Linked DNA regions of Mus musculus: all the other regions are linked to region 1. The links are chromatin contacts, called in public HiChIP or PLAC-seq maps. All regions are on one chromosome and are shown on one strand. Each heading gives the region's core, a stretch centred on a gene start, on an enhancer-like site or on the middle of the called end of the contact. The rest is flanking DNA. Distances are from core to core; before and after follow the strand shown. Region 1 overlaps Gm3137 (predicted gene, 3137). Region 2 holds the start of Adarb1 (adenosine deaminase, RNA-specific, B1). Region 3 has its middle 8.9 kb from the start of Gm51774. Region 4 has its middle 7.3 kb from the start of Col6a1.

The links. HiChIP or PLAC-seq counts read pairs in DNA pulled down with a chosen protein or histone mark.
Region 2: a contact with region 1 is called in a CTCF HiChIP or PLAC-seq map of the NIH/3T3 cell line, with 5 read pairs. The contact joins the promoter of Adarb1 here to the enhancer-like site in region 1. A contact is called at or near these places in 5 of 39 promoter capture datasets (the HPC-7 cell line, HPC-7-derived erythroid cells, hematopoietic stem and progenitor cells and 2 more), 1 of 15 datasets of contacts at CTCF or cohesin (the NIH/3T3 cell line) and 1 of 484 Hi-C or Micro-C datasets (the G1E-ER4 cell line).
Region 3: a contact with region 1 is called in a CTCF HiChIP or PLAC-seq map of the NIH/3T3 cell line, with 5 read pairs. The contact joins two enhancer-like sites. A contact is called at or near these places in 4 of 39 promoter capture datasets (cranial neural crest, embryonic stem cells, hippocampal neurons and 1 more), 1 of 15 datasets of contacts at CTCF or cohesin (the NIH/3T3 cell line), 8 of 484 Hi-C or Micro-C datasets (the N1E-115 cell line, cerebral cortex, embryonic stem cells and 2 more) and 1 of 115 datasets of contacts at active chromatin or transcription factors (embryonic stem cells).
Region 4: a CTCF HiChIP or PLAC-seq map of the NIH/3T3 cell line shows a contact between it and region 1, with 13 read pairs. The contact joins two enhancer-like sites. A contact is called at or near these places in 13 of 39 promoter capture datasets (the 3T3-L1 cell line, 3T3-L1-derived adipocytes, the SN4741 cell line and 6 more), 1 of 15 datasets of contacts at CTCF or cohesin (the NIH/3T3 cell line), 10 of 484 Hi-C or Micro-C datasets (the N1E-115 cell line, cerebellum and embryonic stem cells), 2 of 115 datasets of contacts at active chromatin or transcription factors (both in embryonic stem cells) and 1 of 9 other capture datasets (embryonic stem cells).

What each region holds. Positions count from the first base shown.
Region 1 is chr10:77,012,925-77,018,298 of GRCm38.p6, forward strand. Gm3137 (predicted gene, 3137) reads right to left here. Exons shown (of 4, transcript NR_152191.1): 2 at 5,174-5,320. Gm10787 (predicted gene 10787) reads left to right here. Exons shown (of 3, transcript NR_045882.1): 2 at 3,727-3,900. Among named protein-coding and RNA genes, the nearest start is that of Gm10787, 3.6 kb to the left of the region's middle. Within about 2 kb of position 3,362, at least 18 of the 459 cell types and tissues checked have an H3K27ac peak or open chromatin away from gene starts, as enhancers often do. A contact at or near this core is called in the NIH/3T3 cell line, where this site is marked.
Region 2 is chr10:77,416,157-77,421,530 of GRCm38.p6, forward strand. Adarb1 (adenosine deaminase, RNA-specific, B1) reads right to left here and starts at 2,117. Exons shown (of 11, transcript NM_001024837.2): 1 at 1,939-2,117. Gm17769 (predicted gene, 17769) reads left to right here and starts at 2,220. Exons shown (of 1, transcript NR_027377.1): 1 at 2,220-4,783.
Region 3 is chr10:76,631,511-76,636,884 of GRCm38.p6, forward strand. No RefSeq gene overlaps it. Among named protein-coding and RNA genes, the nearest start is that of Gm51774, 8.9 kb to the right of the region's middle. Within about 2 kb of position 2,766, at least 64 of the 459 cell types and tissues checked have an H3K27ac peak or open chromatin away from gene starts, as enhancers often do. A contact at or near this core is called in the NIH/3T3 cell line, where this site is marked.
Region 4 is chr10:76,730,691-76,736,064 of GRCm38.p6, forward strand. No RefSeq gene overlaps it. Among named protein-coding and RNA genes, the nearest start is that of Col6a1, 7.3 kb to the left of the region's middle. Within about 2 kb of position 2,436, at least 160 of the 459 cell types and tissues checked have an H3K27ac peak or open chromatin away from gene starts, as enhancers often do. A contact at or near this core is called in the NIH/3T3 cell line, where this site is marked.

The DNA of each region.
Region 1 (5,374 bases), core at 2,112-4,611:
CCAGCACCAAGAAGTAAAGGCAGGAAGAGAGGTGAAGGCAAGAGAGGGGAGATGAAGCTATAACAGAGATACCAGAGGCCAACACCAGGGTAATATGAGCAACACAAATGTTGCCAGACTATGGAACCCATGTAAAAATTCAAGGCCATCTCTGTATGCATAGGGATTTTATTGACAGTATGGGCTACAAGAGACTCTGTCTTAAATTTAATAAAAAAAAAAAAAAGATTAACTACATCTAAGCTCTGAATAGCTCACTACACTAATGCTCTTTTTTATTCCATTTTTTATTAGGTATTTAGCTCATTTACATTTCCAATGCTATACCAAAAGTCCCCCATACCCACCCACCCCCACTCCCCTACCTACCCACTCCCCCTTTTTGGCCCTGGCATTCCCCTGTACTGGGGCATATAAAGTTTGCGTGTCCAATGGGCCTCTCTTTCCAGTGATGGCTGACTAGGCCATCTTTTGATACATATGCAGCTAGAGTCAAGAGCTTCGGGGTACTGGTTAGTTCATAATGTTGTTCCACCTATAGGGTTGCAGATCCCTTTAGCTCCTTGGCTATTTTCTCTAGCTCCTCCATTGGGAGCTCTGTGATCCATCCATTAGCTGACTGTGAGCATCCACTTCTGTGTTTGCTAGGCCCCGGCATAGTCTCACAAGAGACAGCTACATCTGGGTCCTTTCAATAAAATCTTGCTAGTGTATGCAATGGTGTCAGCGTTTGGATGCTGATTATGGGGTGGATCCCTGGATATGGCAGTCTCTACATGGTCCATCCTTTCATCTCAGCTCCAAACTTTGTCTCTGTAACTCCTTCCATGGGTGTTTTGTTCCCAATTCTAAGGAGGGGCATAGTGTCCACACTTCAGTCTTCATTCTTCTTGAGTTTCATGTGTTTAGCAAATTGTATCTTATATCTTGGGTATCCTAGGTTTGGGGCTAATATCCACTTATCAGTGAGTACATATTGTGTGAGTTCCTTTGTGAATGTGTTACCTCACTCAGGGTGATGAGTGAGGTAACACTAATGCTCTTGAACCCCTCGGTGGACTAAAGGGACGAATACACAAATGTGTCTGTGTGTACATACATGCACATGTAAATACTTCAGCACGATCATGGAGCGTATTAATGAAGCACGATTCCATTCTAATGTCCCCAGCTTCAACCTGCAGAAAGGACTGCAGGGACCCTCTGGCTTCTTTTTGCCCATGTGGTCTTTCAGGACCCCTGTGAGACGCCACCAGCTGCTTACCCAGTTGTTCAAACTTTGTACTTCATTGTGGGAATTGCTGGACACACCCCTGGGGGATGACTTTACCATCAAGAACCCAGGACCCTTCTTCTCCTGACCCTGCCCAAGTTAGATATCCCTTCGAGGTTGACCCCCCGCCCCTCCCATCTCAGCACATTGTGAAAGGGAAACACAGGCAAAGGAGATGAGACAGCTGTTCTGCCCTGGGTTCCTCCTTTCTGGGGATGCTGACTGATGCTGACAAGGGGGCCAGGACCTCATGGATCCATGCAAGGATTTTTTTTCAAGGTCATAGCAACATTGAGCCAAGAGCAAGTTTTTGTCCTAACTGGGAAACCCCAGTGAGTACTCAGCTCTGTAAATGACTTTATCGGGGCTTGGATGACTGCCCTCTATAACTTTAATTTTTTCAAATCCTATTTTTTATGATGGTTTTTAAATGCTTTAAACCTTCCTTGTAACCCACCACCCACCAGAGGTAGTGAGAAAGGAAGGATATAGGGGAGGGGAGGAAGTGGCCCTGTTTAGGAAGGTTCTTTGGAGCAACTCCTCTCTGTGTTGCCTGGAAATCGGCAGTTCAGTTCAAAGGTCAGCAGCGGCAGCTCATTCCACTTGCAAACACCTCACAGATACACCCGCAGTCCAGTTCGGGAGAGTCCGGATAGCAACAGCGGTGACACAACCTAGCAGAGACAGCCAGGCCTCAGCCTCAGCTTGAGTCAGCTGGAAAGACCAATGGGAACACCAGAAGTTCTAGGCTGTGTCTTTCTCAGGGAAGCGAAGATCAGCGATGAGATACTCACAAGCATTGCACAGCTAGCTGTTCCAGCAAGCCAAGCTCTGTCTGTGTCACTCTGGGGAGACCTATTTGTACCCTCCAAACATCACCTGTCCTCCACGGGCCTTACCTCAGCACAGCTCTTGTCTTAGCACTTGCATCCAATCAGCCCGAGTCCTTGGAAGCAGCAAGAAACTGCAGCACATTCCCAGAAGTTTTTGATGTGTTTCTTTCTAGGGAGTCCTGACAAATGCAGCTCAACTATGCAGTGTAAAGTAGACCAATACATGCGTGTCCTTAGCAAAGAATCCTTCATCATCATGTCCTTTCACGTGTTTGCTTTAGCAGAACACCCTCCTTCCTGTGTCTGCTTCGGTGAAACGTTCCTTCACGAGTCTGCCTGAGCCTTTCACACCTGTGTCCACTTTAATGAAATGTTCCTTCATGTGTTCGCCCCAGCAAAAATCCAACCGGCTTTCCAAAGAACCTTTAAGTTTGCATTTCAGTCCTCTCTTCCTCTCTGTGGTTTCTTTGGCCTTGGGTCTTCTCTCGAACACATCCACCTAGATTCTAGGGTGTGGAGCAGTGTTCAGAGCTTGGTGGGTCTGTTTTTAACTCTGACATCTAACCTATGACCTCAGCCATCTTTACCTCTCAGGCTTCCCGGTCTATGTCCCCAGCTATAGGATACCAGTCCCTCAGAGAGCTCAGACCTTCCTGTCCTGGTTTGTTCTGGTCTATTTCTATTTCCTGCTACCTCTACCAGAAAGGCCAATCCCACATCCCTGATATCCAGGTCCCCAGCATCACGGTTCCAAGGGCCCCACCAGACTTCAGTTATTTGAGGTTGGCTGAATTTGGGTTCAGGTTCCATAGCTAATCTTCAGCTGGGATAGAGAATCTTCTAAAACCCTCCCAAAGGTCAGCCCCTAGGGGTTTGGAGGATTTCCCTTGGAGGCATGTATGATCTGTGTAGTGAGTGTTATGTGTGGTCTAGGTACAGGCTTGCTTTATGTCCTGAAACATTCCTCGTAGAACTGAGGAAGTCTTGCTGGATTCAGGATCTGTGTTTGAGGGTACATCTTCCGCTGCCAGGCCTCAGCTCTGATGTTGTGACCCAGTCCTTCTGAAGATGCAAGCCTGAGAAAGGGTACTGTGATGTCATTTTCACACACAAGAACAGCCCCACAGGCCTGCTGTAACTTGAGTCTCGTTTCTTCATGCATAATGCCACTGTAAAAGGGCTAAGGACATGATCTGCTCCTCGTTATTTTAGTCTTAGCTGTCAGAGGCCATTCGCCCATAGCTGTGAGTCATTCAGGTCTTGAGCTTACATCATTGCACAAGACTAGAGAGTGTCCTCTTCTATCATGGCCGCCAAGGGGCAAGCACGGCAAGAGCGAGGTTGGGAGGGGATTGGCGTTCAACCATTTCCTGTCTTGTCTTCTTCCTTCTCTTGATTCCAAGGGTGGCTGAGAATCAGAGACATCCCAGAGCAGAGGAGCTCTCAGAATGGGAAAAAGAGCAGGGATCTCTGTCCATGCAGCCACCATATAGCAGGGCTGTGGTCACTCGGCAGTCTGAGAAGCTGGGCCTCAGAGCAGTTGACCCAATGCCTTTGTGGCCCCATTTACATCTGAGCAAGCCTGAATCCTTGACTCCTCCCTTGTTTTTGTTATTCTAGCACCTTGCTCATTCCCGTATTGGTGAGCTCTGGCTGTGGACCGCTGGCTGGGTGCCTCCCCCAAGGCTGGAAAGCAGGAGCTGTCGAATAATGGGGTTAACTGTATTTCTGCCTCACCCTGGGCCGTGGTGGCAGTGAACTCTGCGTCTAGCGATTTACCTTATAAATATCCTGGTGTGTGAGTAAAACCATGAATATTCAGGTGACTCGTTCCTCACTGCTGCTAAACAAGGGCATGAAAGTGCTTTGTGTGCTAGCGTGTAAAACAATCTCTAAGACATTGTTAAGCAGAAATGCACGGCAATGCTGGCTGGCTGGCTGACCATGATGTGTGAGGAGGAGGAGAATATTTACTGGCCAGACTGTGCCTGGTAGCCTCTACTTGGGCTCCTCTAGCTGGGGGCTCTGCCTAGAAGCTCTGCCTGGGAACCCCTCCCTCCACACAGACCTCGTGCTCCTTTGAATGGGAGCTACAGATGGGAAAGTGGCTCCAGACTAGGTACAGTGTATGAGCAGGAGAAGACTTCTTTTGAGTTATGCAAACAAACTATGCATTTAATAGAACAAAGACCTTAGAATTGACCTGGAAAAAAATCTAACCATGATGACTCACACCTATAATTCTGGCACTTAGAAGGGGGAGGCAGGAAGATGATCATGAGTTCATGGCCAGCCTGGGCTATATAATAAGATCACGTCCAAACAACATATCTTTTAAACTCTGGAAGCTACCCTTGTTTCCAGTGTATGTGTGTGTGTGTGTGTGTGTGTGCACATGCATGTATGAGTGCATGTATGTGTGTGTGCATACATATGTGCATGTGTGTGTACATGTGTGTACATGTGTGTGTATCTGTGTGCACATGCATGTGTGTGTCTGTGTGCACACACATGTGTGTGTATGTGTGTGCATGCATATGTGTTTCTGTGTCCCCTCTTATTATTCACTGACCTGAGGACACACGAACACACACACACAGCACACTCCCATTGCTAGTCGCCTACTCCTACTATTCACCTACTTCTAGAGGTGCACTGGAGGGTCGTTCTTTACTCTGACCAATTGGAAGTCTGCTCACCTCCTTCTGCAGCAGCCTTGTGGGCTGTCTCTACCCATCCTTGGGATATGAATATTGACTGCAGAGGGCGCTTCCGAGGCCTGCACGTATCCTCTGTTTATTTCAGCAGCTTCCTCATACCTGATCTGTTTCTATGTTTCATCTCTCAGTACTTTAACCTTTGCCTTTCTACGTGTGTGTTCTGGGCCTCTGCCAGCTGTTGCATTTACACGTGCTGTTCCATTAGTTCCCTCTCTCGTCCAGCAATGCTCTGCTTCACTCTGGGGGTACCACGATCTGCAGCCCTGCAGACATCCAGGCTAAGAAACCGGCCTCCACCCTCACCTCAAGTCCAGTGCGCCCCATCCCCACCCCAGTATGACACTCACCAGAGCATGGCTCCTCCACCTGGTAGCCTTTGCTGAATGAGTCCTAGTGGGCTTTCCTACCCATCTCTTCTGGAGATCCTTTCAACTCCCCAGGGATCTCAGGAGTCCCCAACACTGTGACAATGGAAGCAAGTACTTCCTTCTCCCCTGGGGAAAAATCAGAAGCACTCAGCAACTGGAGGTGACTAAGTCAAGATTCCA
Region 2 (5,374 bases), core at 867-3,366, 400 kb after region 1:
CCTTTCAAAGCCTGTGGACTCCACCTCCCCACCACTGTGGGATCACAGCACCCAGCCCAGTGTGTCTCATCCACTATTTATCAAGCTCCTGTTGTGGAGGCCCATGCTGTGAATCTGCCCCTTGGAGGATCCTGTACCAAGGGACCATTAATTCTCTCATTCCAAAAGGAGCTGTCCCAACCTACCTTCTGCCTCCTTTTTTTTCTCTCTTTCCCTCCAGGGAACTGTCTCAAGGAAGAAGGGTAAAGAAGTTTCATCCATCCCCGGAGAAAGAAAAAACAAAAAACAAAAACAGCTGGCTTTTACAAACAGTTTTGTCTTGAGACAAAAACAGGTTTGGAAAAATGCAGCTTCCTTTCAAAGGAACAAAGAGGGTTAATACATTATTCCTATTCTCAGTAAAAACTAATGTTTGATCATCTTAATTACCGCACCTACCAGTAAAAAGACCAAGTTTGCTATCGGGCTTCTTTTCGTTATACTTCCAGAATGGAATACAATAAATGATTTTCAAAAAAAGAAAAAAAAAAAGGATGCCCTCATCAGAAGTAACCCAAACCTGCTAGGTGAAAACACTGACCTCCAACCAGACACTCCAGTGCGGATATCCCCCTCATAAATCCCGAACGGAACACTTTTCTGGTCCTCCAAAGGCGACTCCGGCGCCACTAGTCTAGCGTCCACAGCCCCATCTGACATTTCCCTTGCACACAGACACCACACAGTGATTTTCCTCTTGCCTATGTGTGCGCGTCAAAATTCACCTCCAACCCCTAATGTCCCAGATGGCTCCCACAAACAGCAGACGCGCTGGGTACTCGCGCTGGGTACTCGGAACTTCGTCTCCCAGGCGCTCGGCGCCCATGTGGGCTCTGAGCCCTCGGAAGGGGCATGGACCACCAAAAAAGCAGCCTGCCTCACCTAGGTTACGGTGTCCACCCCGTGGGAGCGCAGTGTCTCCTTTGCAGGACACAAGATGCTCTCACTGGGCGTAGCTTTCCCTCTGTGGGATATAGGGTTAGGGTCTCCCTCCTCGGAGTTCAGAGTATACTCTGCAGGGCACAGGGTTCCCTCCCTGTGCCCTTCCTCTGGGCGCCGTCTCGCCTCTGCGGAGCACATGGTCCCTTCTGCAGGGCACAAAGTCCCCATCCCCTGGTGCAGCTTCCTCTCCTCAGAGCACAGGGTTCCCACCCCCCAGCCTGAGCTTAGCCTCCCTTCTGCTAGGCACTGGTCCCTTCTGCAGAATACAGAGCTCAACCTTTCCTCTACCAAGCACATGGTCCCTTCTGCAGGGCACAGGGTCCCCATCCCCGGACACAGATTCAGAGTGACACAGGGTGTCTCTTCTCAGGGCGCAGCTTTCCTTTTGCAGGGCACAGGTCCCCTCTCTAGGATACAGGGTCCCCATCCCCGGACGCAGCTTTCCTTCTGCAGGGCACAAGGTCCCCCTCCCGGTGTGCAGTGTCCCCTGTGCTGGGTAAAGGTCCCTTCCCGGGGTACAGGGTCCCCTCCCCGGAGCACAGGTCCCCTCCGCCCGGTACACCATTCCCCTCCCCGGGCGCAGTCTCCTCTCTGATGGGCACAGGTCCCCTCCCTGGAGTACAGGGTCCTCTCCGCGGGCACAACCTCCTGTCCGAGAGGCGCACGGTCGGCTCGCCGCGGCGCAGCGCATCCCACGCGGACGCGGCGCCTCCAGGAGCGGACGAGCCGTCCTGGGCGCAGCCTCCTCCTGCAGCGCAGCGCATCCAAGAGGACCGCGGCCCGCCCTCCGCGCGCCGCCCGGGATGCGCCAGGGACCCCGCAGCTCGCCGCGGGCCCGGGCCCCGCACCATAGGGTCTGGGGTCGGTGGTCAGGTCCGCGGCCGCCGGCGCTGCGCGGCCTCAGCCACCTGCCCCGCGCTTACATAAACGCGGCCGCCCGCGTCCCCGCCGCCTTACCTCCGCTCACGCTGCGCCCGCGGGCTGCCGGCGTCTGGCTCTGGGCGCTGCGGCGGCCTCGGCTAGCCCCGCGGCCCCAGCTAGGAGCCCCTCGCCGCCGCCTCAGCCTCAGCCACCTCAGCCTCAGCCGCTGCCTCAGCCTCTGCCTCTAGCCTCGGCGCCGGCGGCTCCGCCCCCTCGGCTCGCCCCGCCCCAGCCGCCGCAGCCGCGCGCGCGTGCTCGCTTGCAGGGGTGGAGCCAGCGCTCCACGCTGACGTGCGCGCCTCCTGCCCGGAGCCGACGTCCGGACTCGCTCGCGGCGGCGGGAACTGCGAGGGTTAGCGGTTAGAACCAAAACAGGTCGTGCGTCGCTAGGGAGACTCGAAGCGGAAGGGAGCCTCCGACACGCACCGAGAAGATCGACGGGGGCGGGGTTCTCGAACTCGCGGGCAGGAGCCTCGGATGGGACCTAAGGGGACAGGTGGGACCAAGGATCCTAGAGATCCTGTGGGATCTGGGAATGGGGCAGGGAAAATCAGAGCGAAGCCACTGAAGTGCGACTGTGACCGCCGCTTGAAGACCTACTACACCCCGTACGTGGTACCCTGGCATCCCGCAAGAATCGTCCCTGGGCCTTCGTCCAGTTTTGAGAGCTGGCCCTGGCCACTGACACCCACCTCCGTAGACCTTGAAAATAAGTAGGGAGAGGAGCAGGGACATGATTTTGTGAAGCAGGGTGTCTACTGGTGGTCACTAGAAATGATGGCCGGTTTTTAACCTAGACCCCAGGGTCAAGTTCAGGCTCTGCCACCTCTTAGGCATACCAGATGTGTCTTGTGCTTGCATTGTCTGTTTCCACGTTTGTTTAAAAAGAAAAAGGTCTAGTAAAAGACAAGTGCAGGTAGGTAAAGTACTGTGTCGAGCATCCAAGATGTGGTCAACAACTTGTGTGGTTCCTCGCCAGATTGTCTTAACCTGGGGTGCTATGCCCAGAACGGGGCCTGGAGAGGTCCAGAATCGGAAGCATGAACTGACCACAGGAGTAGTGTTGTAGCCGGTCCACATCTGCTTCCATCACAAAAACATGTCCTTTGGACCAGCTAGCCACTCAATGAATTCTTCAGCCTGCCTAAAAGGTGGGCACCAGGCAGTGCCTACGGGTGCACTTGTTGGCAAGTAAGTAGAGATCATCACTCTTGGAACACCTACCAGGATGTCAAGCTTCACATACAAGTATGTGCACAAGGACAAATGTGTCTGTTTCTAGGTATCACACTACCCCAGAACTTAGTAACTTAAAGTCATGGTTTGTAAGTCTGATGAATAGCAGCTTTTATGCAGTGTTCAGCTGGTTTGGTTCATCTCTGCTTCATAGATGACCTCACTCCCTTATGTCATGTGTTACCTACTGTTAGTAAGCTAGCTCTCGTTGCTTCTCATAATGGCTGTGGTTTGGCCACAAGAGAGCAAGTTCCAGCCTTTTCATCCCCTGTGCACATCACCTGTGTTCCTGTGACTCATTGACTGAATTGAAGATGCTGATCTGACACAAGTACATATGAGAGACAGAGATCTGGACAAAGGAAGTATGCTCATCTGAGATGGTCGCTTTGATAGATCTTTGGTTCATTGTGGATTGTTACAGCAAAAACAGAACTCTGCGGTCTCAACCAGGATTAAGTGGAATGACCTTCTTTCTCTGCTGTGTACACTGCCAAAAAAACTAGCTTGAAGTGAAGATAACAGAGCACATAAACAGAAGCTAGAAAATGACATTTTGACAGCCTCCAGGTATCTGTCTGGTGGTGTCATATGCATGGATGGGTTAATTGGCTAGAAAGATATCTTCATCTTCATAGTCTGGAAGTAGAACAGGTCAGGATGCCAGAAAATAGCATAACTGGGAGGCAGTTCAATGTAAGGAGCAGGTATGTTGGACTTGAACTTTGCAAACCCACTATGACACATAGCTGTGAAACTGGACAGATCATTCCATCTATAGGAAAGATGTTGATCCACCTGAAATCTGGTCCATCACTGGTGACCAGAAAGACTTGATGGCGGAGTCTTAGGAATCATAACACATACAAATGTGAATTGGGATATATATATATATATATCAGTAGTTCAGGAGTCGCCACACAAACCACATGAACACCGATTCAGTCAGGTTGGTTTATTGAACACACACCTAAAGACTGATCGACCAGGGCAACAGCTCAGGCTTGAAAGCTAAAAAGCTGTGAGCTGGACATTTCTCAGGGCCAGCTTACAAAGGCTAAGCCCACAAAAACCACAATGAGCTCATACACAGGTGCTGGAAGTGCTTGCCTGGTGGTCAGCCCTGACTCAAGCCATTTTAGACATAACAGCTCATATTGAACTTTAATTTGATGGGTCCTAAGTGAAGCTTATGGCTGTGGAATTTCTTAAAATTAACAAGCCTCATAACATACAAAACATAACAGGGTATGTGGTCTGGTCAGTATGACCCTGCTCTGAGTCAAATTATTTTTTTGCATCAATGACTACCAGGGATATTACAGCAACAATATGAAATAGCTGGCAAGCATGGAGCAAAATGGCTATAGCTATGCTGGGGGCAAGTCTCAACAATATCCGTGTGTGTGTGTGTGTGTATGGCTATATAGTTTATTGAAGGAAATAGGAGGCCTGTGGTATTTGAGCGGTTCCTTTAGCATGAGTGAAGATGGTAGTGAGGGTGCCCAAGATGGAGGAAAGAGTATTTTCACCTCAGGAATTAGAACTGCTGCCAGTGTTCCTGTGGAGTTATACTGACTACCTCCCTTGACTCTTACACCCTCCCTCAAATACCAGGAGGTGAAATAAATTGGATGATTAAATCACACAGGGGATTGACAGATCTGTGGCCCGCTTTTGTGCACTTCACAACCTAAGAAATTATTCTACAGTTCGCATTGTAATGAGGGGTGAAATATGCAATGGGCTTATGTGATATACAAAGCTTAAAATATTCGCCATCTGGCCCATTATATTAAAAAAAAAATGAGCCAAGTAGGCTCTACCTTTTGGAGTTGGGAGTTAGATCAGCCCCCATCAAAGTGTGTGGGCTTCTAGGGAAGGAAAAAGTAAACAGCAGCACTAGTAGTAAAGAGCAATGGCTGATGGGTACCAGCATCAGTGCTAACCCAGGGTCCCAGATTGGATGCAGAGAGCTTAAGTCAGGTGGCACTGCAAGGAATTATTTTGGGAAATAGCTGTCAGTAAGACTAAGGAGGGATGGACTGACCGCCACAGCCTGAGGGGGGAAACCCACAAGAAGGACTGCCATCTGGTGCTGGGGAAGATGATGGTAAGGTAAGTGTTGCAGTGGGAGTGGCGGGGGAGGGGGGAGATAGAGGCCCTTTAGGCTCTGTTGAGTGTGCAAGTCTGTCAGATGCTCAAACAGTATCAGGAAGGCAGATAGCAACACAAG
Region 3 (5,374 bases), core at 1,516-4,015, 380 kb before region 1:
GGAGAGGAAAGGTTGATGGTGAGACACTTGCTCTACTCATTTACAATCTTGCCATATATGTAATATATATAATGTGTGTGTGTGTGTGTGTGTGTGTGTGTGTGTGTGCCTCTCTGTGTGTATGTGTGTGTCTCTGTGTGTGTATATGTATATATGTGTGTGTGTGTCTCTGTGTGTGTATGTGTGTATGTGTGTGTGCATGTGTGTGTATGTATGTGTATGTGTGTGTAGATATGTGTGTCTCTGTGTTTCTATGTGTGTTTCTGTGTGTGTATGTGTGTAATATGTGTGTGTGTGTGTGTGTATGTGTGTGTGTGTATGTGCGTGTCTGTGTGTGTGTGTGTGTGTGTGTGTATTTATTCTGTGGCTTGCTAATTCACTCACTGGTTATCATGGCTTAAGAAAGCTATGTTCTAGCAGGGCAGTGGTGGCGCACGCCTTTAATTCCAGCACTTGGAAGGCAGAGGCAGGCAGATTTCTGAGTTCAAGGCCAGCCTGGTCTACAGAGTGAGTTCCAGGACAGCCAGGGCTATACAGAGAGACCCTTTCTCAAAAAAACAAAAACAAACAAAAAAAAAACAAAACAAAAAAAGGAAGGAAGGAAGGAAGGAAGAAAGCAAGCAAGCAAGCTAGGTTCTGGGACTAGGAAGATAGTTCACTATGTAAAATGGTTGCCACGCAAGCATGATGATTTGAGTTCAGAACCCTGCCACCCACGTGAAAAGCTGTGGTATGGCACACCTTACACCTTGGAGCTCTCTGGCCAGCTAGGCTTGCCAAATAAGTTGGCTTTAGGTTGAGTGAGGGACCCTGCTTCAAAGATAAGGTGATGTTGGAACCCATAAGCGGGTTTCCCCAGCATCATACCACTGGCCCGATAGTGTGCAAACCACACAAAGCCGAACCCAAGAAGCATGCTTAAATCCCATGACTGCCTAAAGCCAGGCCATAGCGAGAAAGCGTGGGGCTCATGCAGACAAGGCATGTAAATGGATGCTCTTGGGAAATTAGGAGGACGGCCCACAAGGGGCCCTAGAACCTCCCCCTTGAAGTGGAAGGGTGCTGCTGGGTCTTCCCATGAGGCTTCGGACTTTGCGACTGGCCTATCTCTCTCTCGACTCTGTGGTACTGAAATCAGAAAAAGCAGGAAGGACATTGTAGGATCGAATTTCCTTTTAGGTTCTCTGGAGTCTAGGTCCCCTGATAGCTGCACAGCATCCTTGACTTGCTCCCACGCTGCCTTCCAGCCTGTACTCTCCGTGGGCTGAGATTCTGGAAGATGCTTAGCAATATCAACCACAGAGAAGGGCTATTTCCCTTTGAGGAGCAGCTTCTTGGCAGGAAGAAAAATGTTAAACCGTCTGACAAAATTGAAGCCCTAAACAGAACCAGCTTGTCTGAGGTCTACCCGCCTCGAGACCCAGAACAAACGAGTGGTATTGGAGTGCCTCTGGACCTGCACTTAGAGGGTGCGTGGTGCTGAGGACAGGAAACCAAGGGATTGGAGAGCTGGAAATGACTTCAAAGGAGTCTGGCTCCAGGGTTCAGGCACTCACAGGGTTTGGGTTTTCTGGAGTGATTGAACTGCCACAGGCCCTCTTGGATTCTCTGTGAGGTCAGGGACTCTGAGGGCTGATGTTAGCCTCCTGGGCACTGCTATAGCTGGAGATACTCAACTACAACAGTGCAGATGCTCTTTACCATGAACGCAGGCCCTCAGTAGACAGCATCAAGAAAAAAGCGAACCAAATGACCACTTCCCATCCTCAGTGCAGCCAGGTATGGATCAGGATATGGTGCAGGCATCAAATGGTGGCTGTTGGTTTCTGTTCCTGTCTGGTCTCTAGTTACATACATTTCCTGTGCCTTGGCATTGACCTTTGCTGGACTTTCAGCCTCTCAGGGTCAACGATCATGACTAGAAAGAGCTTTTCCTTGAAAGGGAGCCTTAGCACCTGCATAGTAGATAGGGTTTGCTGTTTCTTTGCAGAGGCCCTCAGAATCTGCTCAGTGAATATGTCCTCTGATCACCCCACTGTTGCATCACAGGGAAATGACAGACAGAGCCCCCCCCCAATTTATTAGCTATTCTACCTGGGGCAAGTCACATGCTCCCAATGTGTACCAGTACTCTCCTGCTTGTGAGATGGACTTACGTGTTGTGTGAGTTTGGACACGGGGTGCAGCTATTCATGGCTATCAGCGATTCTCTCTGACTTGTGTGTGATGCCTGTCTATGTCTGATGACATTGGTGATATCTAGAGCTGCAGGATTACAGTCCTGACAATGCTGGTCTAGCTAAAACCATCAGCCCTTGAGGTTGAGGTGTATGTTCTTTTAACTCGTGTGTGTGTGTGTGTGTGTGTGTGTGTGTTTACATTGAGATCTTTACAAAATGTCCTGTTTTGGGGCCTCACCTCAACATGAGGTTTCGAGTGAGGAATGTCAGGAGCCTGGACAACAGAGATGGGGTGCCTGTCAGTCCCAAGATCCCCCTTAGCAGAGACCCCTAATGTGAAAGGACTTTTCTTTGACTCAGCGTCTATCCTGCATTCCTTGGCATGGTTATTGGTTTTGCAAGGCTGGAGGAATTTTTGATCCAGCCCCCTTACCCTACTGTGGGCAGCTAGCAATCCAGCTGGCCCTTGAGATCCCGTAAGTGGCAGAGTTTCATTACTCAGACAGAATGTTCCAGAGGTGGCCAGTCCAGGTACATGAGTCACACATACACATTTCAGGAAAGACCTTGTGCTTCTAGTGAGTAACCGTAGTAACAGTTAAACACAGGTTTTCTCCACAGCGGGCTTCTGTGTCTGAGCTCAGAGGGAGCAGGGTTTGAATCACAGGGGAGACAAAGAAACTTCACAGGCATCTAGAGTGTCCAGCCCTACCGGCTGTTGGGGATTATTATCCTTCCCCAAGCAGCCTGGAGGTTCTCTGGTTTCTGTGGACTCACACTGCCTCGTGGTTTCCTCCCGGCTAGCATTCAATTCCCTCCTGTAGCAAGGGAAGTCTGCTTAACCTTTGTAGTGTGCATCGACCAATTCCCCCTTGCCCCCACATCTTGCTGCATGGGACTAAGGTTGCCAAGTAGCTTGTCTTGTGAAAGGGAGTTTTTGTCATGATCGCAAGAACTCCACAGCATCTCTGGTGGAGACGTCTGAAACACCTGGAGGACCTGATGTGAGGGGCTGGGGCTTGGGTTGCTGAGAGGATACCAGGGCCATGTGGGACAGAGCTGACTGGGGCCTTAGCTCACAGCTATCCAGAAGACAGCCCCACAGCTGCAAGTAATCTTGAGAAGCCTCTCAGACCATGAACAGCTCCTAGTGAACTCAGCCCAGGACCCTTGGCCAGGGGGACTGTAGCAGAGAAGCAGAAGTGGCCGAAGCGGCTCTCTGTGGCCGTGTGTTATGCAGGTAGAGTGCTCATCACTCCAAGGGCCCCACCAGCCCCCTCTATCCCTCCCTGGGTTCTACAGCTACCTTTCCTTCTAAGGCCACCTTATTGCCATCACTCTGCAGGCCAGTTACTATTTTAAGATCTGGCTGCATGTGCCCCAGGACTTTGCCCACTTGCAGGCCAACTCTCCCCCATCCCACTGCTTGGGCTTCTCAGTTCAGATGAGAAGCCCTGGGACTCTGAGCTAGGAAGCTGGAAGTCATGTAGGCAGGACAATGTCTGCTCCAGGGAGCAGAAGGGATAGGGACAGGATGCTGCTGGGTAAACTGGAAGCACAGATCAACCTTGGTGGTTCCCACATACATCCCAGTAAGCAGCAGGGGTCAGCCACAGAAGGAAATCAGAGAGGACCCTCCCTAGGTATTCTGCAGGGTCCAGTGTGGACGGTACCCTCCCAGGGTTGAAACAGCAGAAACCCCCAACCGAAAGGGCTGATGCCTTTAGCTACACCAGGATTGATTGACAGCATTAATCCTTGGCTAAAGACATCCTCACTGGGGATGTCTTTCTCCAAATGGGGGCAGGGTGGATGCTTTGCAATTCAAGTGATGTAGAACATCACTGCTGTAGATGTAGAAGACCTCCTGGAGTTCTTGAATGGGCATGTGTAGGATTTTGAGATTCTATGCCCAGAACAGCCATCCTGTGTGTGTGATTATGCATGTATAAATGTGTTTGGGGTGTGGGAATGTGTATGTGTGCATGCATATGCACCTCTGCATATGTATGTATAAACACACATTGGCACAAACATTTACTTCAATGTATATGTGTTGCATACAGATGCAGAGTTATGCCTGTGTGGGCATGTACATGCACACACACATACATATATTGCATATGACAAACATGTAAATTTCCATGCATATGTGTATATAGTGCACATATACACACTCTACACACATAACCTCTTTCTAACACATGTGTGAATATGTGTACATATAGGCTTGCATGTATGTATATTCAATCATGTGCACATATGCATATCCATGTATATGTTCATTTACACACACACACACACACACACACACACACAAACACACACATAAACACACACATGTGTGTGTTTAAGTGTGTCCAGATGCTCTTGACTTGGACAAGCCATCCCAGAATTGGACTGGATGTGTGTGGGAAATGACTTTCTAGAACACACCAGCCAGATGAAATCAGCTGTGCGGCCAACACATGTCAGCCAGGCAGAGCTGGGGGCTCACAGGAAGCTAGCCCCTTCTTAGAAGTCCTTAAGGAGGGAACAGGATGTGCTGTGGGAGCAGGCAGGGCGGAGCTGGCTCTTTTTGAGTCACACACTCAGGCTGTTTCCAATTATGTGTCCAGTCAGCACAGAAAATGTCATGTGGGGGCCTCACAGTCTGCAAGAGAGCACTTATGGCTTTACCTACTCCCCAGACCCTAATTCACAGAGCAGCACGGACATCCCAGGGCTTAGCCAGGCTATGGTGTGGCTGCTGTGCCCAGAGCCATGGCCTCCTGGCTCTGACCCCACATTTAGGATTGCCTGACTAAATACTGGGGACTTGGGATTCGTTGGTGGCTTGGTGGCTGCTCCCACCATGATGAGCAGATGTGAGTCCTGGGGTGTCATCTGCATTCCCCAGGGCCTGCTCTGCTCCATTCTCCGTGGTGATGGGATATGTTCTTCTTCATGTCCCTACATCTCAATTAGTGGTAGTTATGCCTCCATCCTTTGGCCAAGGGTGGCTTGATCTGCTCTCTGAGGACTTTTCCAAGTGTCTGCAGAGCACTCAGGGGATCTTGCCATCCAGGTATTGAGATGTAGGGTCTCTGGCTAGGCAAATCCTCAGCTTCCCAGAATTATTTTACTACCACTTCCGGGGTCCTTCGGGGATGGCAGGGATACTCTAGGTAGTCCTGCTAATAGGACATGAGCCC
Region 4 (5,374 bases), core at 1,186-3,685, 280 kb before region 1:
AATGCCAAGTGAGTCACCTGGGCAGGGATCGTTCATGGTGAGACTCACTTCTCGGGCAGGGCAGTGCTGGGTGTCTGCGTTTCCAGAGCCACTGATCCGAGAGATGTAAACGTCCCACCAGGGATGACCATCGTTTGAGCTGTGGGCCCTCAGCGACTGCTTGGTACCAGTTGACAAAGAACCTCTCACTGGTAACCAGACAGGAAGGGCAGTGCTCTTGGTGAGAGCTTCACAATAATATGTGGAGGGGACATCAATTTGCTCATGATGAGAGGATTAAACCAAGCCCTCCGCATGGCAGGTTGGGGACAATATACAAAGCTGTTAGCCCCATCACTGTCACCAAACAACATTGTCCCTCTCAGGGGATGCTTGTGAGCAGGGTAACTTGGTAGCATCTACCTAAGTGACATACGCATTCACAGCCAAGAATGTCCCCTAGAGATGGGGTGTAAAGTTATATCAGCACATTAGTCTGCATGGGTCCAACAACATTATAACATTATCAACCTCCATCTGTAACACATGGAGGTACAGCAACAGAGGCTGGTGGATAAACCACCAACTGACAATAGCCCTAAGGCCATGAGGCTGAGTTGGGCACGCTCTGGAGTATAGCGTGGTACCAGGATCCCAAAGGGGATACAGAATGGAAAGTTTTGGGGTCCCACTATAGAGTGAGCTAGGTGGGTCCTGTTTTGCACAGGGGTGGTCTCTCATTATGGGGCAGACAGGCAGCTCACTATTATAGGCTGTGCCTGTAATGCCCCCGACTAATTGTTTTGTGAAGGCGGATCCCTCCACTGGTCCCCCACCACCCTCCCTACTCAGCGACTCCAGCTGACGATGTGGCTCCCTGGCTGCATATTAACCTAATTTATTTTTTGTTCTCTTGTCTGAAAACTTGAGAATTTTATTTTCTGGTGAGAAGTGGACATGGGAGCTCTGGTCGCGTGCCGTCCTTTGAAAGAGACACTACAAAGCTGAAAAAAATGAGTTGTGTGCACGATACCCAGAGAGACCAGCGAGGCAGAGCCAAGCAGCCAGTGAGTGGGTAACCCCAGGCCTCCCTGCTCTTCGAGGCTTGGCTGGGAGGCTCAAGGACACCATGACACAGACGCTGGCAACTTGGCCTGAGGGGCTCCAAGGCTGTTTGGAGTTGGCCCAACACCCACAAATCTGAGGCTGGATATTCTGAGAACCCTAGCTAGCAGTGGAGCCAGAAAATTCACATAGCTCTAACTCTTTCCTCTTCTCCGGAGGAAGGGGCGATTTCCCCCCAGAAAAGCAGCTGACCCACGCCGCAGGCTGCAACACATGGGTGTCCCCACGGATCCCCGTGGAAATCTTGTCTCGAGTCTCACTGCCAAAGCCTCGTCCTGGGAGCGTGACCCTGACTCCCGAGGACAAGCAGAAGCTTCCCCAGGGGCAGAAGCAGGAAGCAGACAGACACTTTAGCAGGACACTCTACGCCAGCTGGAGCCACGGCTTAAGCACAGACAAAAGCATTTGGAGAACGGGCATCTTTGGAGCTGTAGGCAGAGGTTTCTGCTCTAATCTGCTTCTCTTACATACACCCCTAAACCCCGGTCCTCACCGCCCAATCTATATAGAGCCTCTGCACGCTGGTCCTTTCTATGGAGGTAGAGGGACCCAAGGGATGCACAGATAGCTGGGGCAGCTGCACAGGTCACCAGAGAGTGCCATAATCATTCTGTGCTTGCTGCTGGTGGTCTCTAGACGAGAAGCCAGTGGGCAGAACGAGTCATATCTCCTTTTCCGCCCCAAGATCCCTTGCAACCTTTTGGTTCCATCAGCTAAGTTTCTAACAGCTCCCCCCGCCCCATACACACACAAGTGCACAATGACTCCCTTCTCTCCGGGAGCTGTGAACCTGACCTTGGGGAGGTAAAGGGCTCTGAAAAGTGGGTACCCTTGACCCTGGGGATAGTTGAGAAATGGCTACATGCAAAGCAGGGATTGAGTACCATGAATAGCAGGCCCATGCTGAGCACAGAGTTATCCACTGAGCCTGCTGAGGGCTGCAGCGCCCCAGGAACACTTTACACAAGGGTCCTTGGGCTCTTATCCTTTCTCAAGGGACCCTCTCCATCGAATTGCCAGCTAGCATGGCTGGCTGTGAACACAGTGACTGGGGGCTCTGGTTCTGGACGGGTTAAACTTTCCTATTACCTCATACTGGCCTCCTGCCTGTAGAGAGAGAGAGAGAGCAACATCTGGCAGAGGTATTTCTCCAGCAGAGCTTGGGCCTCTGGAGGAGCAGCCTGGCTCCTTACCAGAGGCCAGCTGCAGGCTTAGGCGGAACTCAAGGGAGGGGGCTTCCCGGGAAAGGATAGCCACAGTGGTGCCGCACCACCTGGGTCCCCGAAGCCCACCCTCAAGGGCCTGGAGATGACAGCCAAGCATTCCTGTGAACAAGAGTCACTTCCTGTCCTGCTAACCCTGGGAAGATGCTGGAGCTGCGGTGTGGAGGGCTGGGCTAAGCATTACCCCAGACGTTTTGAGGGGCTAATAGGGTTTCAAAATGAGATCTACTACGAGCCCAGGACCGTGTTGGAGACCACCAGGTCTGGGGTATGCCCTCCTTGTCTTTATCCCCCAACAGCCACAAAAGCAGATCCTGCCCCTCCCACCCCCAACCAGAGTCTGTAAGTGATATTCTGGGGATCAGACTGCTGATCAACATGCAAAATTGCTGCCTTTCTCAGCCAGAGGTGGCGCTGGGGAGCTGGGGAGCCGCACCAGGCATGCGTCCTGTCTCTGCAGAGCCCCTGGCACTTGGAGTGTGGGTTCCACTGTATAAGCCTCGCGCTGAACTGTGATTGATATTTCCCAGCTGCTGCCAAGACTCTTCGTGGAAAACTGCTATAGCCTGACCGCCTGAGTTCTAGCGAAGACAAGCCTAGTCAGAGAAGACTTCCTCACCCCACCCTGCTGTGCGCAGGAGAGAACAGGACACTCCCTGCTCTCTGCAGGGAGCCAAGCAGGGGACTCCAGGCCCAGTTCACTCTTCACCTCAGGTAGCCAAGGATTGTCACAGCGGAACAGCAATATATGCAAGGGGTTGCTAAGACCCTTGGTCTCTTCTCAGCCACACTGGGGCTTGGAGACTCTCCAGCCTGCTGCTTCAGGGTGGCCTGGCTGGCAGCCTTGTCCTCTCACCCTGCCTGGCCTCATCCCCCAACCATGGAAGCCCCTCATCCTTGGTACTCTCTGAAGATGTCGAGGAGACCGAGGGACCCAAGATCAGCCAGGGCAGCAAGACAGGCTGCATGCAAGAGGTGGTCAGGGGTCTTTTCTAGCCTCTGTGCTCTAGGCTGGGGACATAAGAACCAGGGACATTCAGATCTGGGCTGGTTCCTGCTCTGTCATCTACCAGTTCTGTGACCTAAGGCCAGAGAAACAAGCCAACATTGTGTTGCCACATCTTCAGGAGATACCCCTCTTAGTATTGGTTAGTGAGAGTTTATGATGGGCTATTAATGGCAGTGTCGGAGTAAGACAGTCTCAATTCCTTATCAGGAGGCCACCATCAACAGGTCCCATGTAGACTCTGTCCAGATGTGCTAGAATAGTGATTCTTAGCCTTCCTAATGCTGTGATGATTTAATATAGCTCTCCATGTCGTGCTGACCCCCGACTATAAAATTATTTCATTACTGCTATTGTTAAGAAGCCGGGCAGTGGTGGCACACACCTATAATCCCAGCACTTGGGAGGCAGAGACAGGTGGATTTCTGAGTTCGAGGCCAGCCTGGTATACAGAGTGAGTTCCAGGACAGCCAAGGCTATACAGAGGAACCCTGTCTTGAAAAAAACAAACAAACAAAAAAGAATCGTAATGTAAATATCTGATATGCAGGATATCTGGTATGTGACCCCTGTGAAAGGGTCGTTGAACACCCCACCCCAAAGGGATCTTGATCCACCGGTTGAGAATCACCATTCTAGGAGGTACCCTAGGACCTTCTATCTGGCATCTGATTCCATAGCCCCGGCTTCTCTAAGGAGGCCTCTTGGCAGTCAGATGTGCACCCTGGGTCACATCTGGGGTTCCTAGGAACGGCTACAAGCCTGCATGATTTTTCTGATCTATCAAACTCTGGAGCAAGAGATGTCTCTCGCTGTTCTGTGGAAAAGGGCCTCGTTCTTGCTCAATGATCTCCAGAGATTGAGGGGCCATTCAAGCACTTCCATGCAGGGGTTAACTTTAAAGAGAAAAAGTATTGTTGACAGTCAAAAGCCAATAAAATCAAGACCCACAAGAGTGAGAGGTAATTAAGCCTGTTCAGTGCCTGTCTAGGATCCCTGGGCTTCAGGTGACTGACTCAGATATCTTCTTCCCTTGTTGGCAAAACTCCCCCAAATCAGCACTAGGACTTGGGGTACACATGTGCCCTGGGTTATTTATGCCAGTTTCTTCCCCAGCACACACCGGAAATCTCACGTTCTGGTGGTTAGTGATTAAGGCCCAGAGAGGCTCTCAGGGGCCAATATGCTGGGCTTGAGCGCCCTCTGCTGTCCATCTGGGCACTTTGCTGGATGTTCACAGACAGAGACAGAGCGGCTGTGGAATGGTAGTCATCATTGCCTACCTCAGGCTTGCTTGAATAGATTGAGTCTAGGAAGCATTGAAGTCAATGAAGCCTCTGGGGAGATTCCATTTTCAGCCTTCCTGAGGCACAGTGTGCCCTGTCTCAACAAAGGTACAGGAAACTATCCTACCAGAGGCTGGCCCCTGTCACTTGGTAGGCCCAGTCCCAGATACAGAACAAGTGAGCAGCCTCAACTCTGTGACTAGCCCAGCTGCTTCCCACCTCTGCTTGCCTGTTTCAGAAGTTTCTAACCTTCCTGAAGCCAGAGCTCTCTGTAAAGAGGGGAAGGCTAACCCTAGGATATCTTAGGCCTAGGTATCCCAGAGCCTGGCACCATAACCCTGTGCCGTAAGAGTGTTTTCTAGGATCTTCATGTATATCTAGACATCAGTAGGACTCCCCATGGTAACTCCTAGCCTCAGAATTAGAGTCACAACCAAGGGGAAGGATCTGGGTTAGGGTTGAGATTAGGTTAGGGTCAGTTCCAATGAGCAACTTGTTCCTATCAGAGACCCCACATGACATAAACTACCACTAAGCATACTCCCACGTTCAGTTCCAGGGGCCAAGTCAGTGAAAGGTGTCCAATACTTCTTAGAGGGTCCCCCAAAAGGTGAGGGCAACTCCTTCAATCTTCCTCCTTGAAGGCAAATGTCTAGTGCCTCAATAAGGTGATCAATGCTTCAGGGACACAGGTTAGGACCTGTCCTTGCCCCTTGTCTGCCCACCTGGTTCTGAGATTCCAGAGAGTAGAGGTC